Linked DNA regions of Sus scrofa: region 1 is linked to region 2. A link is a contact called in public HiChIP or PLAC-seq data. All regions are on one chromosome and are shown on one strand. Each heading gives the region's core, a stretch centred on a gene start, on an enhancer-like site or on the middle of the called end of the contact. The rest is flanking DNA. Distances are from core to core; before and after follow the strand shown. Region 1 overlaps TBC1D9 (TBC1 domain family member 9). Region 2 has its middle 60 kb from the start of TBC1D9.

Region 1 (5,615 bases), core at 3,107-5,606, 150 kb after region 2:
TGTAATTTCTCTGGCCTATAATTTCTCACTTGAAAAATGTCCACTCAGTTTCCCTTGGAAGTGTGGACATAAAGACCTAAATAGAATTTGCATTCTGCTGACCCATCTCAGGTAAGTGGAATTCTAACTCTGGCCCAGAAAGGTCATGACAGAACCGCAGGCTATGATACATATGTCGAAATAGGAAAGGACTCTGGAAAAATCTGAGTTCTTCGTTCTCATGAATTCCACGCAGAACTTAACAGTCCTGCTCACCAGGGGACATGTTCGGGCCTTCCATCCAACTTGTCCTTTCCATCCTTGAAGTACTTGGGGATGTCGTAATGTTTCATTATCCGTTGCAGGCCAAAGAGTTTTTGAAAGAGCAAGCCTGGAAGATTCATTTTGCTGAGTATGGGCAAGGGATCTGCATGTACCGCACGGAAAAGACCCGGGAGCTCGTGCTAAAGGGCGTGCCGGAGAGCATGCGTGGGGAGCTCTGGTTGCTGCTGTCAGGTACGGCCGAGCTTGCGCTGGGAGCACTGGCCCCAGAGTGTGCGGGATCCCAGGCTGCCCTCCCCCCTTTCTTCATGCACCAGGATGCTTTCAAATATGCACACCCCAGATTCAGTGCTAAGTCACTGCTCCTTGCCAGGGTGTTGGAAAGCCTTCCATTCCTCTCCCCTCCATAAAATATGGGACACGTAGTCAACAGTCCAGATGTTAAAGCCATCGCCCCTTGAGTCCTCATAACCTCGTCCATTTCTTCACCAACGCTATTTAGGAAGGAACAGAACCCGAAGAAAAAGTATAATTCTTGATTTTTGGAGTCCTTTTTTCCCTCCTCCTGGCGGCGTCAGCCTCACTGAGGATGCTGAGGTGTGGCATAGGGTCAGAACAGCCACTGGGGTGAGAAGAAGGTAGAAAGAGGGGCATGAGAGAACCTCGTCCTTGATTTCTGCCACCTCCTGAATTTGCTGGTTATCACAGGAGATGAGGAAGAGAGGCCAGAATTGGCCCTAGGACAGGACACCTATCGGGATCATAGTTACACTTCAAGTTGGAGGTGCCAGGAAGGACAGCAGCGGATGTGTCCTGGACCCATGCGGAAGCTGTGTCTATCATAACTGGTCCACCACCAGGCTCGTGCCCAAACATAATGCCATCAGGTTAAACCTTTGAGCCCTGCCGCAGAAACCAGAGGTCCTTCAGGCTAAGCCCACAGCTCCTTGCTTCAGCCTCAAGCAGCCAGTGTTCCCCAGGGCTTTATTCTGTCACAAACATCAGAGCATTCCTTTGGGTGTCACCTGTCTTTAGTATGTAAATCAGTTGCTCTGCCTGGCTGGGGCCCTGAAGTATAATCATTTTAATCATTTTAAATAGGCTCATGTGAAAATTTTTGTTCGAACCTAGATGGTCTGACGCAAGTGCTATTCTCAAAGCCTTTTATTTTAAAAATGACATCAAGTCATTTTTACAAGAAAGACAGAAAAAAAACAAAACTTGTAGCTCTCTCTAAACGTGGCTATAAATGGTAATGGCCTATAATGAGATGTATTAACATCTCAAAAGTAGGAGGATAGAATTCCAAAAAACAATTCGTTTTATCTGTTTCACATAAAACTAGTTTGTTCTGTCCTCATTTATATGTCTTGTTTTTCATTTGCCTCAAGTGGCCCAGCCATTGCTTCTTACATAGAAACCCAGTTTTGAGTCAGATCATCTCTAATGACTAATCCAGCCCGAGAAGAGGCACACCATCCAGTCTGCTGTCTTCCTTGGGTTTGATGAACTAGTCACCTTGATGACCTGATTCAGATCGCTGCCAGAGGAAGCCAAAAAATTCCGTCCTCATCTTCCTTATTCAAAGTGGAAGTTCTTTACGGCCACATTTATTTATTTATTGTCTTTTGAGGGCCACACGTGTGGCATATGGAAGTTCCCAGGCTAGGGGCCCAACCGGAGCTGCAGCTGCCAGTCCACACCACAGCTCATGGCCACACCGGATCCTTAACCCACTGATTCAGGCCAGGGATTGAACCTTCGTCCTCATGGATGCCAGTTGGGTTCGTTACTGCTGAGCCACCATGGAACTCCTACAGCCACATTTTAGACGAAAATGAATTTCCCAGTGGGCACGAGAGAACAGCATACAGCAGCCCACAGCCTTGTGGTTGAGACACGTTTAGGGTTAGACCTGGCATTTTCTTTATCGGTGACAGGCTACGTGAGGCCAGAGTGTGACGTGGTCCACACACCACCTCTCTTGGGTAGAGAACAGAGCCCATACTTCCAGCCTGTGCACGAGGGTTGGGCTTCGGGGGGAGGCCAGCCTGCCTACGAGGAGAGTTGTCTGGGTCCTGCCCTGCTTCCTGTGACTCTCAGGAGCCCTGTACCAGGACCTGGCTCAGGGTACCACTGCAGTGGGTTGCAGGCCAGATGGCCAGAAATCTTTGCACTTCTCCCTTGAGAAGAGAACAAAAGTCAGTGTTAAGTTGCCATCAAGCAGACTGCCTTTCCAGGGCAAGTGTGAGTGGGAAGGCTGGCTTTCTGGTGACCATCGGCAGCAAGGACAGGGTCGGCCTCGGGCTCTGATTTCCAATCAGTGAAATACAGATCAGTTTACCCTGTCATTAAACGTGTGTGTATTTAACACATGTACATGTTTAACTATATAATATGTACATATATGTATGTGTATTTTATATGTATATGTGTGTGTGTGTATATATATAATTTGTACTTACATAAATTATATTTAACTAGATTTAGATACTTGTATCCAGGTTTTTCTGGCTTCAAGAATCTTTTTTAAGGAGTTCCCATCGTGGCTCAGTGGTGGCAAACCCAAGTAGTGTCCATGAGGATTCGGGTTCGCTCGGTGGATTGAGGATCTGGTGTTGCCATGAGCTGTGGTGTGGGTCTCAGATGCAGCTCGGATCCTGCTTTGCTGTGACTGTGGTGTAGGCTGGTGGGTGCAGCTCTGATTGGACCTCTGGCCTGGGAACTTCCATGTGTTGTGGGTGCGGCCCTAAAAAGACAAAAAAAGGAATCTTTTAAAAATTAGAGTTGATTTATAGTGTGGCACCAATTTCTGCTATACAGCAGAGTGACCCAGTCATACATACATAGATATACACTCTTTTTCTCATATTATCTTCCATCATGTTCTATCGCAAGAGATCGGATATTGTACTCTGTGCTGTATTGGGAAGCGTCAAGAATCTTAAAAGGCAAATATCTCAAAGCAGTGACCCTCACTCACCTGCGCATCCTCAACCTCCCCCCACCTTCTGCCCGACCCCCTGCCGCCACCCTCGAGAGGCTCCCCTCCAAGGCAGTGGCTCCTCACTCCTGGGAAGACCCTCTCGACCCCTGCAATTCTAAAAATCCCTCCACATACCCTGTAACTCGTCCTACTCTTCACTAGGGCTGTTTGAGCCCTTCAAAGCTTAAGCTTCCGCAAGCAGTTTTCAGACTTGTTTTGAGAGGCAGCACCTCCTTTTGCAAGTGAAATCCTGAGGAAAATTCCGATAAGATACGCTCTAGGCTGCCCTGGTTGAAGGGAGGGCTGAGACAGGTGGAGTCTCAGCTCAACTTGCTCTGCTCACCTCCCTGTTCTTCTCTGAGCAGCCCCCCAGGGTTGTCTGTGGAAGTTCCCTGGAACACAGGTGTTAAGTTGGAAACCTCTGCCTTAGGGGTTATTTGTTATTCATTGTTATTATTTTTTATTGAAGTATAAGCTAATTGACAGTATAGTGTTTCAGGTGTACAAGCATAGCGATTCCGTTATCTTTTTTCTGATTCTTTTTCATTATGGGTTATTATAAAATGCTGAGTACAATTCCCTGTGCTATACAGTAAATCCCTGTTGCTTATCTATTTTATATATAGTAGTTTGTATCTGTTAATCCCATACTCCTAATTTGTCCCTTTCCCACTCCCCATTTTTGGTAACCAGGAGTTTGTCTTCTATGTCTGTGAGTCTGTTTCTGTTTTGCAGACTCATTTGTTTTTTGTTTTGTTTTGTTTTAGATTTCACATGGAAGAGGTTTCATATAGTTTAGGAAGGCTTTTATTTTTTTATTTTTTATGTTTTTAATGATTTTTATTTTTTCCATTAGAGTTGGTTTACAGTGTTCTATCAATTTTCTACTGCATAGCAAAGGGACCCAGTCACACATATACATTCTTTTTCTCACATTATCTTCCATCATGTTCCATCACAAGTGACTAGATATAGTTCCCAGTGCTACACAGCAGGCTCTCATTGTATAGAGAGGTTGCTCAATGGCCGACTTACTGTGGAGCTGGAAGAAGGAAGGAGACCAGGAGTGACTTTGCAGTCTGGCCATGATTGTGACACACACATCATCACAGGATTTCATTATCTTACAAGTGTCCTCTGAGAGGAGGGAAGGGGAAGAGGCTGGGTGAGTAAGCTGTGGTTTCGGGGGTGGGCCTTCAACCCTCTGAGGTTGCATCTTTTGTGCATTTCCCAGGTGCCATCAACGAGAAGGCCACGCATCCCGGCTACTATGAAGACCTTGTGGAGAAGTCCATGGGGAAGTATAACCTCGCCACTGAGGAGATTGAGAGGGACCTCCACCGTTCCCTCCCAGAACACCCTGCCTTCCAGAACGAAATGGGCATCGCTGCTCTGAGGAGAGTCTTAACAGCTTACGCTTTTCGAAACCCTAACATAGGGTACTGCCAGGTGAATGTCGCAGTTGCGTGAGACTTTTAAAAAAATGACGCGATGGAGTTCCCATCATGATGCAGCAGTTAACAAATCCAACGAGGAACCATGAGGTTGCAGGTTTGATCCCTGGCCTCACTCAGCGGGTTAAGGATCTGGCATTGTCATGAGCTGTCGTGTATGTAGCTCACAGACACGGCTTGGATCCTGCTTTACTGTGGCTGTGGTGTAGGCCAGCAGCTGTAGCTCCGATTTGACCCCTAGCCTGGGAACCTCCACATGCCGTGGGTGCAGCTCTAAAAGAAAAGAGAGGAAAAAAATGTTGTGTTAGCCAGTAAGCAATGAGAAGAAAGGCTTTATGGTTAAGAGAGCGGTTACTGGACGAGGGTCTCTTGACCTTGGTACTCCTGACATTGTGGACTGGATAATTCTTTGTATGGGGCTGTCCTATGCTTTGTCACATGTTTAATAACATTCCTGTTTAATGACGTGTTTAATAGCATCTACTCACTAAATGCCAGTAGCACCCTCAAATGTGATAGCTAAAATGTCCTTAGTCATTGCCAGATGTTCCCTGGGGAGCAAATTCTCCCTGGGTTGAGAACCACTGTACTAAGCAGAGGAGCCGGGGAGCAAGAGCGCCCTTCTAGATCCACCACCACCTGGTGACCTAGCTGGTCATGAGCATGCCTGTGCTCCAGGTCTTTATGGCTGGGTTCTGGGTCCCCCAGTGCTCTTACTTTGCCTGTCCTGAGCAATTAATGTCTCTGAGGATGTAGCTTTTATATGCTATGGTTATATTTTAATGCACATTAAAATAAATGCTTGATCCAGTATAAAAAATATTGCCCATATGCCAACTAAAAGTATCCCTTGTACTAGTATAGATACCACAATGGGGAAGCACTAAGAGATTGTCCTTAGATTTAAAGGTCAC
Region 2 (5,807 bases), core at 2,959-5,458:
TAAAAAAATAAATAAGGGACAGTGAGCTTTCCGCTGTGCCATCAAAGACCAGGAGGCTCTCTGCACCACCCAGTGCCTAGATTCCCCTTCATCAATTTTGTAGCCACACACCCTGCACCGGCAGGATGTCGCTAAAGTCTCCAACGGGGTGGGGGTGGGGGGACCCTGTATTTGCTGGCAGCCTGGAAGGTGACAACCTCCCAAAGTCCTCAGACCTTTCTGGTGTGGAAGGCATTCCCACCCTGTCCCTGCAGGAACAGCCAGAGGGTCTGATCAGAGTCAGGACGCACCCCCGTGGCCCACAACTTGGCTCCCTCTCTGTGCCTCCCTCTAACGTTCCTGGCTTTTTTGTTCTTAAGGATCATTTACCAAACAGTCAAGGGAGAAAGCAGAGCCAGCTTTCCTTGGCGGGCACGGCCCTTGGTTGCCATGAGAGCTGTATACACAACACAGCTGTCGTTGGAATTATACATCTAATGGGAATCGAGTCTCTCAAATCGCTAAGGAAAAAAAAAAAGTCAGAGTTTGGGAATAACATCAATATCTATAAATACATGTGAGTGCAGAGAACTTAATTACAGAATTAAGAACACGATAGAGTTAGGCCTGGAAATCAGACTGAGCCCTGACCTGATGTTATGACCAAAACCCTGTCCATCTAATGAAACAGCCTTTCTCGAAGGTCGGGGAAAATGAAAAGTGATCCGTTTGTCTCAAGCGCTCTCTTTTGTATTGTCTGTATTTGAAATGAGGAGGAAGAGAAAAGGGAGGACATGAATTAGGACCAGAGTTAGGGCTGGAATTTGGGTTTCCTGACCCCATTGTTGCACAGATCCTTGGGCTGCACCACACTGTGTCCATAAATGGACGGGCATCTCCATCAGCTCAAAAGTCCAGGGATGGAGAGCAGGAAAAGCTGAAAGTTGGATAGTATTAGATCGAGAAGAAGCTTGTTGTAGAGTCAGGCCCCATGCCCTGAACAGGAGCCATTGTAACCTGGAAACAGAATTAGGATGGACACAGGGTTCCCGTCGCTGCTCAGCGGTTAATGAACCCGACTAGTATCCATGAGCACGCAGGTTCGATCTTTGGCTTCAGTCAGTGGGTTAAGGATCCGGCGTTGCCGTGAGCTGTGGTGTAGTCACAGATGTGGCTCGGTCCCCCATTGCTGTGGCTGTGCTGTAGGCCGACAGCTATAGCTCCAATTGGACCCCTAGCCTAGGAACCTCATATGGACCCTTGGCCTAGGAACCTCATATGCCAAGGGTTTGGCCCCAAAAAGATTTAAAAAAAAAGAATTAGGATGGACACGACCACAGTCTCTAAGCAGGAACACCCTCCCGTACACCCACAAGGTCAGTCCCGGTGCCTGCTGGCTAATTTAAGCTGGCTAGGAAGCTCCTTGCCTCACCATCTCAAAGTGAGTTATTCCCTTTCTGCACTCACTCCTTCAAAAAGAAATGAAGGCAGCAGCCTGCCCTTCTTCTAGCCCTCCTCTGACACTGAGACTCGCTTGGCAGAAGGTGTAGCAGTGGGTTTGTTTTTCATATATTATGGGGGACCAGATGTCCAGAGAAACTCCTCCAAACTACAGAACCCTTAAAAATATTGGACATTTTTTTTAATCTCCCTTAAGGAGAGTAGCTAAATTGATGGGAAAGTAAGAAAAATCCTTGGAGGCCAGAAGCCATAAGAAAATACTACCCAGAAGGGAGATGAAAACCAAACATGGAATTTCCCCAGGTGAATATGCTGCTCCCTCATGGTCTAGAGATCCACAGTTGTTTTTCTCCTGTAAAGGGCCAGGTAAATATTTTAGGCTTTGTGAGAGCTCCCTGGTGGCACAGCAGGTTAAGGACCCAGTGTTGTCACTGCTATGGCCCTCGGGAGCGGGTCTGATCCCTGGCCCTGGAGCTTTTCACACTGGATGCCGTCACCACAGACAAGCCCTCTAATGAGCTCAGGACCAGAATCCAGCCACTCGTATGACCTGAATTGATTTATGAAAGATTTAAAGTGGGCCCAGACTGTTTCTGTTTTGTGTATACATTCAGTTGCATTACTTTTTAATTTTATTTTTTTCTTTTTTATGGCCACACCTGCGGCATGTGGACGTTCCTGGGCTAGGGACTGAATCGGAGCTGCAGCTGCCAGCTACACCACAGCCACAACAACACTGTTTTTACACCCAAGTCTTTCTGGCTTTTAGAAACTGTTTTTCACCCGTGCATGACACTGCTTTCCCTCTTCTAAAGGGACAGCTGACAAGTTCATCCCTATAAAACAAAAGCGAAGAGACTTAAATGAAAAATAATAACAAAGTGACTTTGCCATGGAGAAATCTGACACTACCCCAGCCAGATGATCAAAGCCAACCTCAGCAGCGATAAGTCTTGTTGCTAGTGTGTCTCTATGTTATGATGTGAAGAGAGAGTTACTTTAGATCTGTGGCTTCCTCCCCAAACTCAAAACATAAACCTAGTATAACCATGATTAGAAAAAAAAAAAAAAATCAGGCTTAAGACTGAGCTGACAGAGATGTCAGCATTATCTGACAAAGATTTTAAAGCTGCTATCATAAAAATGCTTCATCGAGACGACAAATACACTGGAAACAAATGGAAAAAAAAAAAAAGAGTTCCCATCGTGGCTCAGAACCCAACTAGTATCCACGAGGACGAGGGTTCAATCCCTGGCCTCGCTCAGTGGGTTAAGGATCCAGTGTTGCCATGGCTGTGGTGTAGGCTGGCAGCTACAGCTCTGATTCGACCCCTAACCTGGGAACTTCCATATGCTGCAGGTGCAGCCCTAAAAAGACAAAGACCAAAAAAAAATTTTTTAATAAAAAAGTAGGGAAGGTTTGGGAGTGCCTGCTGTGGTACAACGAGTTAAGGAGACAGTATTGTCTCTGTGGTGGGGCTTGGATTTGATCTCTGACCCAGAACTTCCAGATGCCATGGGTGTGGCCAAAAAAAGAAAAAAATTAAATTAAAAAAATATATATAGTAGGGAAGGTTTAGAGTATCGTCCCTGTGTTTGGGATAAAATTTTCAAATAGCTAAGATTTAGAATAGAACCAATATTGCAGATGTTAGGTGATATTATTAGCAAGCCTCATCTTACAGCAGCAATGCACACTGAAAATAAGAGAAAAATTAGAGATATTAAGGTAAAGGTTGTCAAGTGAATATATAAAGGAAATAGACCCAAACAATAAATAATAAAATTATAATTAAGAGAGTTTCCTGGTAGTCTGGTGGTTAGGACTTGCACTTTCACCACCACAGCCTGGGTTTAATCCCTCGTCTGGAAACTAAGATCCCACATCAAGTTCTGCATGCCACGGTCACACACACACACACACAAAAAAGGAAAATTAAAAAACAAAATAAAAAAAACCCAGGCAAGTCCATGCAAAGGGACATTCTTCCAAATCAATGACTGGTATTCTCGAAGTGGTCAAGACTATCAAAATCTAAGTTATACAAACTCTCAGAAATCAGAGGAGTCTAAGGAGACAAGAAGATGAAGTGTAATGTGGTATTGGAGATGGGATACTGGGACAGAAAAAGGATATTAAGGGAAAATGAGTGAAATCTGGAAAACAGCTGGAGTTTAGTTCCCAGGAATGTACCAGCGATGATCCCTTAATTGCAACAAATGTACCAGGGTAATATCAGATATTAAGAGGGAAAATAAGGTGAGAGACAACAGGAATGCTCTGTACTATCTTTGTAATGTTTCCAGAAGTCTAAAAGTATTCTAAAATAAATTTTAAAAGAGATATTTATCAATTCTGTGAACCCAAAGAATTGCTAGAAACAGAGAAATTGTTTTTTTATGCTCTTGTGATGTCACTTCCTTGGAAATATTGGGAATAGAATAGATAACTCAGCATCATGAATAGGTTAGAAGTTCTTGAAGCAGGATACTGGATCGAATTCTTTCTTAACATCAGTTCCAGATTTTTCAAGACCATAAATCTATTTGGTATTAACTGTTACAATGACTCTTCAGAATCATTGGGAAATGCACAGAATGAAAAGCTAATTATTTGTAATTATATGTCTGAGTGACTGCAAAGGACTTCAAACTAGTGTAAAAAGTAGGTTTCTTAGCCGGTGCACAGGAAAGACAGTTAGCATTGGATGGTAATGCACCAGTGATAGTGAGCACTTGCCTTCTGATGGTATTTGTGTAGTTGCACTGTTTCTCCCAGTAGGGGGCTCAGTTGACCATTGAATGGAAGAGGGGCCCTGGCATTGGAGAACAGAGGTGTGTGGCTTCGCTGGAAACAGAGTTTGCAGGGTAATTTTGAGAAAGAATAACTATTCCGAAATCTTGTCCAGTAACCCTTGTACCAGTAACCCTTGTAAGAAGGGGGACAGATGCCACCAACCAACATGGCTGAGGTAGAGGGTGTATTAGAGAAGAAAGAATGTGTATTGGACTAAACCAGAAGACAGAACACTTAGGTTTATGTATTACTGAAAATTTGTCTCCCCCACTGAGAAGCAGGTTAGAACTGACAAAACTAGAAATGCCCTCTCCCTGGCCAGACTTATGTTGCTGCAAAGTCACATGGAAGAAACGTGCTTAGAGTATCATGTATTCACTGATTGGCCACAAATATCTTATTCCATGAAGCATTTCACAAGACAGCGCATGCATTTAATCGTTTAGCTTAAGCACATCCGAAAGGAGTTCCCTGGTGGCCTGACAGTTAAGGACTCAATGTTGTTACTGCCATGGCTTAGGTTACTGCTGTGGCTCCGTTTCGATCCCTGGCCTGGAAATTTCCGCATGCCTCTGGAATAGACAAAAAAAAGCACAGCACCAAGATCAGCCTCTATATAAACACACACACACAAACACACATACACACACAATTAAAATCTTCTAATGTCCTCCCATTTCTACTAAGTCCAAGTACAGTACAGAATCCTTAACTTGGAGTTCCTATTGTGGCTCAGCAGAAATGAACCCAACTAGTATCCATGAAGACTTGGATTCCTCCCTGCCCTCACTCACTGGGTTAAGGATCCAGTGGTGCCGAGAGCTGTGGTGTAGGTCACAAATGGGGCTCGTATCCCATGTTGCTGTGGCTGTGGCATAGGCCGGCAGCCGTAGCTTCAATTCGACCCCCTAGCCTGGGAACTTCCCTATGCCACACCTGCAGCCCTAAAAGAAAAGCAAAAACAAAAACAAAAAAATGAAACGGAATCCTTAACTTGACCTCCTAAGTCCTGCAGGCTCTGGCATCTCAAAATTATCTCATACCACTCCCCACTCACTCCAAGTGTTCCAGCCCCACTCCCCTTCTTCTAGTTCAGTCTGTGCTCCTTGGGATCTTGGCTCAGCCGCTTTCCCATGGAGGAAGCATCTCTCAGCTCTAGGTTAGGCAGCCTTTTTTGCTAAAAGCTTACAGAGCACCCTGTACTTTGCTTTCATAGCTCTAATGACAGGTCACCTGTGTGTGCTCAACATAGTATGAGACAATGCTCGGCATGAATAATTCACTCATGTGATTGTTAGATGAGTATTGATTTTCCTCTCTAGACGGCGCATACCTTGGGATTAAGGTTCATGTTTTTATTCTCCGTGTATCCCCGTGCCCAGCACAGGACCTGGCTCAGAGCAGGCTGGCTATATGTATTTGCACAATAAATGACTGAAGGATCAACCTGCTCCCCACCTACCTGTTTTATCCTTTTCATCCAAAAAGAAAAAAAAAATAAACAATTTCACCCAGGAATTAGAATTAGGAATATGTGATTACTGTACACCAGGCTATTTGGGAGATTTGG

Evidence for each region. HiChIP or PLAC-seq counts read pairs in DNA pulled down with a chosen protein or histone mark.
Region 1: an H3K27ac HiChIP or PLAC-seq map of alveolar macrophages shows a contact between it and region 2. The contact joins two enhancer-like sites. A contact is called at or near these places in 3 of 5 promoter capture datasets (fetal liver, fetal skeletal muscle and liver), 29 of 47 Hi-C or Micro-C datasets (adipocytes, adipose tissue, alveolar macrophages and 17 more) and 2 of 2 datasets of contacts at active chromatin or transcription factors (alveolar macrophages and skeletal muscle).

What each region holds. Positions count from the first base shown.
Region 1 is chr8:86,485,150-86,490,764 of Sscrofa11.1, forward strand. TBC1D9 (TBC1 domain family member 9) reads left to right here. Exons shown (of 21, transcript XM_021101555.1): 9 at 345-495; 10 at 4,482-4,696. Among named protein-coding and RNA genes, the nearest start is that of UCP1, 34 kb to the right of the region's middle. Within about 2 kb of position 4,357, at least 4 of the 83 cell types and tissues checked have an H3K27ac peak or open chromatin away from gene starts, as enhancers often do. A contact at or near this core is called in alveolar macrophages, where this site is marked.
Region 2 is chr8:86,340,208-86,346,014 of Sscrofa11.1, forward strand. No RefSeq gene overlaps it. Among named protein-coding and RNA genes, the nearest start is that of TBC1D9, 60 kb to the right of the region's middle. Within about 2 kb of position 4,209, at least 2 of the 83 cell types and tissues checked have an H3K27ac peak or open chromatin away from gene starts, as enhancers often do. A contact at or near this core is called in alveolar macrophages, where this site is marked.